Linked DNA regions of Mus musculus: all the other regions are linked to region 1. Evidence: chromatin contacts called from public ChIA-PET and HiChIP or PLAC-seq data. All regions are on one chromosome and are shown on one strand. The core of a region is the stretch at or near the end of the contact, and the rest is flanking DNA. Distances in the headings are between cores, read along the strand shown. Region 1 holds the start of Abraxas1 (BRCA1 A complex subunit). Region 2 has its middle 13 kb from the start of Plac8. Region 3 has its middle 30 kb from the start of Coq2.

Region 1 (4,032 bases), core at 463-2,962:
GTCTAGAAATCTGAATAGTTTCTGGTTGGTGGCACCATTTGGATAGGTTCAGGAGGTGTGGTCTTGCTGAAGGAGTCACTGGGGGCAGGCTTTGAGAATTAAAAGACTTGTGCCAATTTTAGTTTGCTCTCTCTGCATCTTTCTCGAGGTTCAGGGTGTCCTCTGCTTGCTGTACCATGCCTGCCTGCTGCTTGCCAGGCTCCCTGCTGTGACGGTGATGGGCTCCTATCCCTCTGGATGTGTAAGCCCAAATAAACCGTCCCTTCCGTAAGGTTCCTTGGTCATGGTGGTTTATCACAGCAACAGAAAAGCAATTAATATTCAGCAGAAATGTCACCACACCCAAGGTCATCTGCTCCATACTTAAAAGCTAATATTCAGAGAATGAGAGTTGGTGGAAGGAAATCGGGTTTATTCAAGACTTTGTATTCTGAGATGTGGGAAACTATTTCTCCCCTCAAACTTGCATATTAGGGAACTCGGGTACATGAGAACTCCTTCACAAGGGGGGGGGAGGTGCCGAGGTCAAAGGGTGGGAAATGTACGTGCTGGGTAGGATCTTTGTCATCTAGGACTGTTGTCTTTATTCTCCTGTCACAACCAGCCTTGAACTCTGGTGGCTAGCTCATGTAATGAAAACTAAATACCATGGGCCTTTACATGTATTATGTATAATTATATATGTGATACATATGATAGTACCACGGAATATATATTAATACATACACATTCTATAATACATATGTATTATACATATGTTTTTCTTTTTTTTCTTTTTTTTTTTTTTTTTTTTGGTTTTTTGAGACAGGGTTTCTCTGTGTAGCCCTGGCTGTCCTGGAACTCACTGTAGACCAGGCTGGCCTTGAACTCAGAAATCCGCCTGCCTCTGCCTCCCGAGTGCTGGGATTAAAGGCGTGGGCCACCACCGCCCGGCACTATACATATGTATTCTATAAATTCTCCTTTCCTAGGGGGAGGAGAACTCCACAAGCTATTAGTGACCACAGAGTGGAGCTGTGACTTCTTCCATGTTGCCACTGACAAGCTAATCCTGGCTATTGCACAACAAAACTGAGACATGCAATACTAATGCAATTCAGGAGCATGCCACTTTGCCAAGTTTCAATTATTTAAAAACCATCGGCTTTTTAAATTGTGTATGACACGTGTGAAATACATGTCAATCCCTCACCTTCTCACTTACTTTAGTCATATCAAATGATCCAACACAATATGTTCGTGCTTATCATTGAACTTTCACAATGTTATAAACATACATAGTCTTTAAACTAGACTCAGTTCATAACTTTATAATTGCAAGCAAACAAACCAAAGAATCAAATACACACAGACAGAATAACGCAACACAGCGGGAATACTCTAGAGAAGATAATTCCCACCCACCACTGGTTATTGATCTTCCATAAGTTCCAATAGATGAAGGGCAGTGGAAACCCCAAAAAGACATATCCGTGGTATTAAAATATTGCTAAGCGATTCTTATTTTTACAACCATTAGTAGCCTTAAACTATGCATAAACAGTGTTTTCCATGCATGCTGCAGGTGTCTCAGCCAAGCTGATGAAAGAAGCACCCTACCCGGCTAGAGGACACCGCGCTCCCTACAACCCGCGTCTCCCGGTGCGCAGGCTCAAGCCCCGCCCCTACGCTCCAGCCTCCCGTCATGCTCCGCGATAGTGGCTGTGGCGGCAGCGACCGAGGCGGCAGTATGGAGGGCGAGAGCACGTTGGGGGTGCTGTCTGGCTTCGTGCTCGGCGCGCTCACTTTCCATCATCTCAACACAGACTCAGACACGGTGAGCCGGGCGCGGCTGCCGACCCCGCCCGCAGTCCCCGCTCGCTCCGTGGGTTCGCGGAGCAGGGCGCCCTCCCGGGCTCTCATCCGGGCCCTTTTTCTCTGCTCGCCCTTGGGCTTGGAGGAAAGTTCCCCGGGGCCTCCGGCTCGGCGACGAAAGTCGGGCAGCTTACCTGCCTCGCTACCCTGCTGTGCGAAGGATCCCGGCGCCGGGTCCTACTCGCAGCGCGTGAGCGTCGCGAGGCTCGGGAGGACGAGCAGGGGCGAGCCAGACCCCGCACCCAGCCGCAAGGGGCTGGCTAGTTGTAGGGCTACCCTGGCATGAGGCTGTAAGATCCGGCTATTTCTGTGCTACTTTCCGTTACAAACGCACCTTGTCCAGGATCAGATGTGTAAATGCATTTTTAAGCCTTTGCCTCCTTTCGAAGCCCGTGAGTGACATTGAAAACAAATTTTAAGGCTTTTTTTTTTTTTTTTGGTAGATTAAAAACTTACCGTAAAACTTTGAGGTCTGGCAGTAGCATCTTGTATTAAGTTCTTAGTAACATAAAGAAAGAAACTAGAAACATCTAAAATGAGTTTGGGGTCTGCACGAATACAGTGCAGAGAGCACCATACTGAACAGTGTGGAGTAAGGTATTTGAACTGTTGAGTCCTTCGCTTTAAGTGTCAGATCTGCGTTGCCTAAATTGCTTCTCAGCACAGTCCCAGTGATAGGAGTGTACAATGATTTTGATGTGCAGTACATCAAAATACCAGGGGGAAACAAATGACATCTTTGAATGCGCGAGGTACTCACCGGGCAGCACATAATGGGATGATACATTAGCATGGCTCTACGGGAGGATGATACACAAACTTCATACTAAACACAAACACGTGTGTGTGTGTATCTGTGGGACTTATTTTAGAAGATGTTTAGCGTGAACATAAGTAAACTGCCCTAAGTCTGTAGTTTATAGGATTAGCCCTTGTACACTACATCTTGGTGTTTGACCCTAGTTTCTCAGATATTTTAACTTTTGTTTGTTTGTTTGAAGAGTCATTTACTGAGCATCTGTGGATCACACATGGGCAGTGCCCAAGTAGACCAGAAGAGGGCATAACATCCCCTGGAACTTAATGGGAGATAAAGATGTGGGCGCTGAGAACTAAATCCTGTTCTTTTGCAAGAGCAGCCACTGCTCTTAATGACTGAATCGTCCCTCCAGCTCAACTAAAGTTTTTAGAGTTGGTTTCTGAATAATTGTACTTAGAATTGACTGGTACTTTTCCTAGTTTTTAACATTGGGAGTATCAAAATCAAGAACATTTGCAATTGCAGATTTTTACCCACTTGATTCTGTTAAAAGACTGGGACATTCCTATGTTTGTTTGGTTGGTCGTTCGATTATTTTGATGAAATGGAGGCAGGGCATTATAAACCAATTTTAATGAATAGAAGAGTTCACTTGATCTTTAAATGCACCCAAAGAAAAAACTTGAGTCACTGAAATGAGAAAACAAAACAAAAACTCAAAAGGCTGCCTGTATTTTAAAAGAAAACAGGCACACAGTAGACCCACTGGGAAGCAGATGTAACTGAATTACAAATCTTTATTTTTTTTTAATAATTTTTAGACAGATTTACATCTGAAAACATTGATCACTTTAGCATTCCATAGCTAAGAAACCTCCACTGACACTCAGAAATATGTGTAAAATCCAGACTTGGGCTGCTCATTTGGATTATCTTGTGGGACTTTACCCTCTTGTTACAACTGTCCACAGAAGCCTTGCGCTTCAAGACAAACTGCTCAGCTGAGCTCTTAAACAGACTTAAAACTTTTATGCATTTGAGTTAGGGGTGCTTCACTCTCTGCCTTCCCAAACTATTACCAAGCCCTTTAAAGTCAGTTCTACTCAGCCTGGCGTGGTGGCGCTCGCCTTTAATCCCAGCACTTGGGAGGCAGAAGGCAGGCGAATTTCTGAGTTCAAGGCCAGCCTGGTCTACAAAGTGAGTTCCAGGACAGCCAGAGCTACACAGAGAAACCCTGTCTCAAAACAAACAAACAAACAAATCAGTTCCACTCTGTCTCCCTCTCAGCCTTTCCCAGTTACCCATGTGCCCACTACCTATAACACATTTGTATATTGTGAAATTCTGAGAAGATATGATTAGGAGATAGAATATTGACCCTAGCCAGTGTGTTTCATATACTGCTTCTTTTGTTTACT
Region 2 (4,032 bases), core at 511-3,010, 240 kb after region 1:
CAGGCACTAGGCATGCACGTGGTGCCCAGACATACATACAGGCTTAAAAACAAATAACTTTGTCTCCATATTTCCTCCTGTGAGTATCTTGTTCACCCTTCTAAAAAGCACTGAAGCATCCATATTTTGGTCTTCCTTCTTCTTAGGCTTCATATGGTCTGTGAATTGAATCTTGGGTATTCCGAAGTTTTGAGCTAATATCCACTTATCAGTGAGTGCATACCGTGTTTGTTCCTTTGTGACTGAGTCACCTCACTCAGGATGATATTTTCAAGTTCCATCCACTTGCCTGCAAATTTCATGAAGTCAGTGTTTTTAATAGCTGAGTAGTACTCCATTGTGTAAATGTACCACATTTTCTGTATCCATTCCTCTGTTGAGGGACATCTGGGTTGCTTCCAGCTTCTGGCTATTATAAATAATGCTGCTATGAACATAATGGAGCATGTGTCCTTCTTACCAGTTGGAACACCTTCTGGGTATATGCCCAGGAGTGGTATAGCTGGGTCCTCAGGTATGTCCAAATTTCTGAGGAACTGCCAGTCTGATTTCCAGAGTTGTTGCACCAGCTTGCAATCCCACCAGCAATGGAAGAATGTTCCTCTTTCTCCACATCCTTGCCAGCATCTGCTGTCACCTGAGTTTTTCATCTTAGCCATTCTAACTGGAGTGAGGTGGAATCTCAGGGTTGTTTTGATTTATAATTCCCTGATGACTAAGGATGCTAAACATTTCTTTAGGTGTTTCTCAGCCCTTCGAGTTTCCTCAGGTGAGAATTCTCTGTTTAACTCTGTTCCCCATTTTTTAAAATAGGGCTATTTGGTTCTCTGGAGTCTATCTTCTTGAGTTCTTTGTATATATTGGATATTAGCGCTCTACAGACAGACAGACATATAGAGAGACAGAGAGACAGAGAGAGACAGAGAGACAGACAGAGGGGGGCAGAGGGTGAATTGTATTCATGACAATGCAAAGACGCTCTCTGTAAATACTGACCATGAGTGAGGGTGATGGAGAGCAGATCCAGCACTGCTCCTTCAGCAATGGAGGCGACTTTCCCTGTCATCTCATGCCGTCTCCTCAGATGGTTAGTCACTAGCCCAGAGCAGTGGTATACATCCAGTGCTCAGGAGACACTTGGTTCTTTCTGAGTCTGAGGCTAGTGAAGTCTACATACAGAGTGCTCCAGGCCAGCCAGAGCTACATAGCGAGACTCTGTCTTAAGAAATAAAAGACTATCATTCCTGAAGGACTAGAGTCAACCAGAAGAAGTACATTCAAATGTCAGGTTCCTCTTATTTTTTTTTTTTTTTTTTTTACATATGTTTGTTTTTTTTTTTTTAAGATTTATTTATTTATTATATGTAAGTACACTGTAGCTGTCTTCAGACACTCTAGAAGAGTGTCTTCAGACACTCTAGAAGAGGGAGTCAGATCTTGTTGGGGATGGTTGTGAGCCACCATGTGGTTGCTGGGATTTGAACTCTGGACCTTCGGAAGAGCAGTCGGGTGCTCTTACCCACTGAGCCATCTCGCCAGCCCGTCAGGTTCCTCTTATAATGAGAGTTTGGCAACAATATCCACGTTACATTGTCTGCCCTCGTCTCTCTTACCAGCTACCTAGTTCTTAAAACAAAACCCTCCAGAACTTGGTGGCTGCAACCGGTAACCACTTGTTTTGCCCTGTAATTTGTATGGCCCTGGGAGGAAACTGTGGTTTGATGTTTTCTTTTGATTCTGTGTAGATAGCTTCAATATGACCTGTAAGTTGGTTCTTACCGTTGGCTGGTCTGGCTTATGGCTATGATCTGTGTTTCAGTTCCTGTCTACAGAGGTCTCTCAATGGGCTATTGGGCTCCAAAAAACAAGCATTTCAAGGGAAGGTTCCAGCGTCATAAGGACTGGCTCAGAGACCAAGACAGACTGGCTGCTGCCACGCTCTGTGGCCAAAAAGCTACAGAGTCCAAGTTCAAGAGAAAGGATGTAGATCTTCCCTCTGTGTGAATGACGTATCAAAGAATTTTAGGACATGTTTTCAAGCTGAAATATAAGTGTTCTTGTTCTCTCATTTTCTCTCTCGTTCTCTCTCTTTCTCGCTTTCTCTCTCTCTCTCTCTCTCTCTCTCTCTCTCTCTCTCTCTCTCACACACTTTGCATATACACCTAGGTCATATGAGCTGTTCAGGAAATCTAGTACAAAGAACACACACACATACACTCAGGTGATATATCCAACTTCAGCCCTGTAAAGTGATTTCAGATTTCAGAGTCAAAATGAACACTTTATAGGAAGAGTGAGAAGAGGGTAGGAAGAAGAGATAATGAGGGAAAATGAAAATGAAGGAGAAGCCAAATCTTAGTCTCAAACACTGGGTTAAAACCAAAAAGTTGATAGGTGGTGGTGCACACTTTGATCCCAGCACTCGGGAGGCACAGGCAGGTCAGTCTCTGAGTTCAAGGCCAGCCTGGTCTACAGAGTGAGTTCCAGGACAGCCAGGGCTACACAGAGAAACCCTGCCTCAATAAAACCAAAACCAAACCAAACAAAAACAACTTGTCGTCAGGACTTATTTCTCTTCTACTCTCCCAGGTGTGTGTTTTATCAAATTTAGATCTTGGGTCTATTTAGAAATGTGTCCTATAAAGGCATAGTGTAGTACATGCCATTCTTAAACCCTCAAACAAAACCAGATTTCCATAAGCAGTGCCAACAAAGCTGAACCTGGTAAACAATAAACAAGCGCCATGTCTGTATTAGCCACGTGTCTCTGCTACAACAGAATGCCTGACACAAACAGCTTCACAAAGCTATTTGGCTTACATCTCTCTTCAGCATGGCGGGAAGGCATGGGAGAGGAGGATGGCTGTCCACACTGGTCCACAGGAATCAGAGGGGAGTGGGGGCTTATGCTCACTCAGCTGGCTTTCTCGTTTCTGTTAAGTCACATGGTTTGAATTGGCTTTGGGGGCATTGCCATAAAGCTATGACCTAAGTAGATGGGTATAAATGTGTATCTGAGCCTAAACACATGTTCATACATACCTAACCATGTCTCCTAGCTATACTAAAGGGGCCTAAAAGCAATGCTAAGCCTGCAGTAGTGAGCACTTCTAGGAACCTTAGCTTGGATTCTAAATAACCTTCTAGTGAGAAGGCATGCTGGTACCAGAGAGGAGGTCCCTTTGGAGTGAGAACAGGAAAACACAAGATGAATCTGGGATATCTCCTGATGCCAGAAAACAAAAACAATTTGTGAGTGATTGGAGAGAGGGGTTGTCAGACTGAAAGACCTGGCCTCTCTCTCTAAGGCCAAAGCTGGACAAATTGGGACAAGAAAATAAATGATAGCACAAGGTTACAATTGATAGAGTAAAACAAATATCTAGTCTGGATAAAGATAAATCATTTAATGATAGGTTAACGGGGGATGAGAGAATTTTCATGAATGAATGAGTGAAGGAGGAGGAGAAGGAGAAGGAGAAGGGAGGAGGAGGAGGAGGAGGAGGAGGAGGAGGAGGAGAAGGAGAAGAAGAAGAAGAAGAAGAAGAAGAAGAAGAAGAAGAAGAAGAAGAAGAAGAAGAAGAAGAAGAAGAAGAAGATCGCCACTGAAGGCGAAGTCTACCAACAAGTAGTAAGTTAGCTGCTGGTAAGAGGAGAGAAGCAGGACCCTTTCCCCTGCTGAAGCATTTCCTGTGAGATCATCAGTCATGCAGAGTCATACACTATGCCCAGGGGTCAAGGCCAACATTAGCATACACAGACATGCTGACGTCACCCGAACTTTGATACGATCTGAGAAGAGGTCAGAGGAAACCAGATGGAAAGGTGTCTGCAAAGTAACAGGCCAACCTTCTTCAAACATGTCAACCCCAAGAGAAAGGGGAGAAACACACATGCCTCAGTCAGTGGAGGGGGGAGGGGGACAGAGATGGCAGTGCAATTCAGGGTGCGATCCAGGCCAGCTTCAGAAACACAGAAAAGACGAACTCTGGAGAGTCAAGTAGTGTTTGTAGTCTACTTTATGTTATTGAC
Region 3 (4,032 bases), core at 445-2,944, 180 kb after region 1:
TGGAACTCACTCTGTAGACCAGGCAGGCCTTGAAGTCAGAGATCTGCTTGCCTCTGTCTCCCAAGTGCTGGGATTAAAGCTGTGCTCTACCACAGCCTAGCAAACTCCCTTATTTCAATAATAAGGTAAGTAATAATAATATGGTAAGAAGCCACAGATGAAGAACCAAAGTGGCATATTATTTACAGAATAGGGTGGTATAGACATACCACGATCAGCTGACATGGGTCACAAAAAGCTTTGACAAGGGCTAATAAATCATGGTGTCTCTAGGAACAGAGCAGTCTGCCTTCCGTATTACCCCTTCTGTATTGGGAGAAATTCTAAGTCTGGTAGCCAAGACTTTGACTGGGGTTGTTATAGTGGATAAGCCCAGTTCCTTACCCAGGCTCAGAGGTAGGAGGATCACAGACTAAGAGGCCCTTGTCCAACGAGTGTCTGTTGGCCCAGCCTAACAAGGGCCTGGAAGATGGGGCAATGGAGTTCAGTCTGGCCAAGTCTACTTACTACAGAGACACCACACAAAGGAAGGGCAAAGCAGAGCAAGGGTTTGACTGTCAGCGGTAGGAGTCTCAGTCCTACACTGTATATGTGTCGCCTACATGTGTGCTTGTGCACGCGGTGTGCAGCGCCCAGTAGAGGCCAGGATAGGGCAGCAGATCCATTGGGACAGGGGTTATGGATGGTTGTGGGTGCTGGGAATCGAACCTGGGTCCTCTGGAAGAGCAGCCAGCATGGCATGAGGCTCTAGCTGGAACTTGCTGGGTGCTTGGCACCGAGGGATGGACAAGGTAAGCTAGACTTCAGCTTCGACTTGGTGAAAAAAAGAAATGTCCTCACTCCTGTTTCCCCTGCTCTGAGGAGCCATGGAAGGCCGAAGTGTCTGGGTCCCCCTTGCTCTTGGTGCTACCGAGCCCATACCTTCAGGGCTTCCTCAAGCTAGTGTGTCTGGGCCCCCTTTTCCTCCAGGAGGGTGACCACAAATCCTGGCCTGCCTGGTGCTTTCTGTGCTAAACTAGGAAAGTTCTGAGCAAAATGGGCCACCCCTGGAACCCAGAAAGCCAGCGCCATTCCACTCTTTGGAACGATATGGATCAGAGCACTGATTTGCTCAATTTCTATCTCGAATTAAGTCTGTTTTGCATGTGTGTGTGTGAGAGAGAGAGGGTAGGAGGGAGAGAGAGGGAGAGAGAGGGAGAGAGAGGGAGAGGGAGGGAGAGGGAGGGAGAGGGAGGGAGAGGGAGGGAGGGAGAGGGAGGGAGAGGGAGGGAGAGAGAGAGAGAGAGAGAGAGAGAGAGAGAGAGAGAGAGCGTTTATGGTGTTTTAAGATAGAATCTTAGATAGCTCAAGCTGGCCTTGAATTTGCTGTGTAGCAGAAGCTAACCTTGAACTCCAGACCCTCTTGTTCCTACCTCTGAAGTGCTGGACTTATAGGCATGTGCCCCCACACCCTGATGAATTCCACAGTATTTTAACCCCAGCAAAAATCTAAAAATCTGTGTTTTTTAAGTAAGATAAATTTAATTCAAGGGACGAGAAACTTCTTAGAAGTTGAACAGCTGCATGTGGGGCCTTTGTTCTTTAAATATATTTTCGTTTTTTTGCCCCAACTTCCTCTCCCCTCCTCCCCCTTCTCTTTGTCTTCTTATGTGAAAAACTGAGAACAGAAGTGTCTAGAGAGCAGGCAAAAGATAAAACAAGAGAAAAGTTTCAATTCTGGAATCTGCTTATTCATGTCAAGTTCTAAAACGACACCTTAGGACAAGACAGTCCTCCGCGCAAGTGGCTTACTTATCATATCAAAGCATAGTGGCAAAGAGTCAAAGTTCTACAGCTCTGGCAGGAGAGACAAATAATGATAAGCTGGGTGCACAGAGAGCAGCAGGTGCTGATCCAGTCCTAGTTCCTCTGAGGATGGGTCTGGAGGTGTGGGAACTGAAAGCCAGTCAAGTTGTCCTCTCACCCACAGACTAATCTGCTCTGCGGGGAGTGATAAGGGCAGAGTCACTGAGGACTCTGTTTTGAGCCAGTGCCAAGTGAAAGAGAAACGTCACGGGCAATGAATACCAGCTGCCAGCACTGGACAGCCCCAAAGAGTGCAGGGTGCTCACAGTACAAGGTCCTTGGAGAGGAGCCCCTCTCTGGAGGCGTGCAGGCTTCAGCGTGAAGGCTGCCCCTTTTCTGAGATCCAACTCAAAAGAACATAACCTTCCCTTTCCACCTCTGCATCTCTTCTTTGGATGCCGACCAAGATCCTAAGCATGCTCCAACTACCGCCCACCTCTCTCTAGCTAACTTGTCGACCTTCTTGTAGAGCCTAACAAAGTAGGCTTAACTCTCTCCACCTTCAATCTCCCCATTCTCTGCCCGCCTCCCCACCCCCCAGTGCCTCTGGAGTCAGGCCAGATCCAAACGATGGCAAAGGCCTAGAAATTCAATAAAAGAAAGACAAACATTTAAGCCGAGTTTGGCGACTACCCTTGTTTAAGAGTAGCCAAGGACAGGGATGGAATGGAGCAGGAAGACCAGAGAGGGCAGATGGTGACTGACAGGAGGAAGAAAAGCCATGTAGGAGCTGGAAGTGTGCCCAGCCTTAGTGACTGAACCGAGCAGTGAGTTCCTGGAAGCCAGAGAGGAAGCCAGTGAGGGTAGAAAGAACAGCCCACAGCAGGTGTCAGAGAGAAGCAAGGGCTGAGAAGGGTCCTCTGAGCTTGGGCGTCAGTCAGCAAGGACTAAATTGAGGTAGCTTTTAGGCAGGAAGTGATGGAGAGCAGGGAGGGGCACTTCCAAGATCTAGATGTGAAGAACCGTGGTAAGTTGTCAGTATATAGACCCAGTGCCGGGCTTTTGCTGTTGAGTTCAAATGAGAGATGTGTGAGACTACGTAGAAACAGGAGACGTGGCCAGAAGACGGCTGGCCAACTCAAGTCTCTTGGAGAGAGGAAGGGAAGCAATCTAGAGCTCGCATGCAGGAATTCATTTTTCTAATTATTTAGAAACTGAGCAAAGGGTATATAGTGTGTAAAGTTCTTGCCTTGCAGGTGCAAGGACTTGAGTTCGATTCCCCCAGAACCTCCAGTTTTTAAAATCTGCATAAGGCTAGAGAAGTGGCTCTCTGGTTAAGAGAACACACTGCTCTTGCAGAGGACCTGGGATCTGTTCCCAGCCCCCCACACTGAGTGCCTCACAACCATGCGTGACACCAGCTCTAGAGCATCTGACACCCTCTCCTGGCCTCTGAGGGAGCCCATACTCACTTACTTGTACACACACCAATGCACACACACACACACACACACACACACACAGAGAAAAATCTTTAAAACAAACAAAAGAGACACCATGGTGCGTGCTTATAACCCCAGCACTGGGCAGGCAGAGGCCGGTGGATCCTGGTGTTCACCAGCCAGCCAGCCCAGACATAAGAGAGCCTGTCTTAAAAACAAGGTAGGTGACTGCTGGAGAACAATACCCAGTAACTTCTGTTACCCACACATACACATGTGCACACGTGCACACACACACACACACACACACACACACACACACACACACACAGCATCAGCTGCATCCTCCACTTCCTTCCTAGCCTGGTGTACACCGACTGCCACTCTTACATTCTGTGCCAATGTCGACTAAGAACCCTTTCTTCACTTTCTATGGGAAATCAGTCTGGAAGCGCTGGTACTCAGGGCCCACAGAGAGGAACCCATTCTGTAGTAACACAGTAAGCCAACCATTGTTTGACCACAGCAGGAGCATCCTCCCTACATGTTTAGAGGTCTCGCTCACTTCAGCCAACCACACTCCTCCTCATCGGGCATAGAGCCTGCAGCTGAAAGCCCTGGTCTCAGCACCATTTTCTTCTGTGCCGTGCTCTAGGTGCCCGAGACCCCACATGTTTCTGCCTACACAGCCCTGAGCTGTTCACAGGTCTCTTTCCTTGTTCAGGTCCTCCCAGGGCTGACTGCACAGCAGGAGCGTATAGCCCTGGTCTCAGGGATTTCCAAGCCACATGGGTTTGGTGGGGAT

Evidence for each region. ChIA-PET counts read pairs in DNA pulled down with a chosen protein or histone mark. HiChIP or PLAC-seq counts read pairs in DNA pulled down with a chosen protein or histone mark.
Region 2: an RNA polymerase II ChIA-PET map of memory CD8 T cells shows a contact between it and region 1, with 30 read pairs. The contact joins the enhancer-like site here to the promoter of Abraxas1 in region 1. A contact is called at or near these places in 3 of 39 promoter capture datasets (the C10 cell line, the HPC-7 cell line and pre-B cells), 2 of 484 Hi-C or Micro-C datasets (B cells and growing oocytes), 5 of 115 datasets of contacts at active chromatin or transcription factors (bone marrow-derived macrophages, effector CD8 T cells, memory CD8 T cells and 1 more) and 4 of 9 other capture datasets (adipose tissue, liver, macrophages and 1 more).
Region 3: an H3K4me3 HiChIP or PLAC-seq map of the 230-238 cell line shows a contact between it and region 1, with 17 read pairs. The contact joins the enhancer-like site here to the promoter of Abraxas1 in region 1. A contact is called at or near these places in 1 of 39 promoter capture datasets (macrophages), 2 of 115 datasets of contacts at active chromatin or transcription factors (the 230-238 cell line and the SCID.adh cell line) and 2 of 9 other capture datasets (liver and pancreatic islet).

Annotation. Positions count from the first base shown.
Region 1 is chr5:100,818,615-100,822,646 of GRCm38.p6, reverse strand. Abraxas1 (BRCA1 A complex subunit) reads left to right here and starts at 1,712. Exons shown (of 9, transcript NM_172405.3): 1 at 1,712-1,816. The coding sequence starts at 1,730.
Region 2 is chr5:100,583,034-100,587,065 of GRCm38.p6, reverse strand. No RefSeq gene overlaps it. Among named protein-coding and RNA genes, the nearest start is that of Plac8, 13 kb to the right of the region's middle. Within about 2 kb of position 1,760, at least 98 of the 459 cell types and tissues checked have an H3K27ac peak or open chromatin away from gene starts, as enhancers often do. A contact at or near this core is called in B cells, the HPC-7 cell line, effector CD8 T cells and 2 more, where this site is marked.
Region 3 is chr5:100,642,038-100,646,069 of GRCm38.p6, reverse strand. No RefSeq gene overlaps it. Among named protein-coding and RNA genes, the nearest start is that of Coq2, 30 kb to the left of the region's middle. Within about 2 kb of position 1,694, at least 148 of the 459 cell types and tissues checked have an H3K27ac peak or open chromatin away from gene starts, as enhancers often do. A contact at or near this core is called in the 230-238 cell line, the SCID.adh cell line and liver, where this site is marked.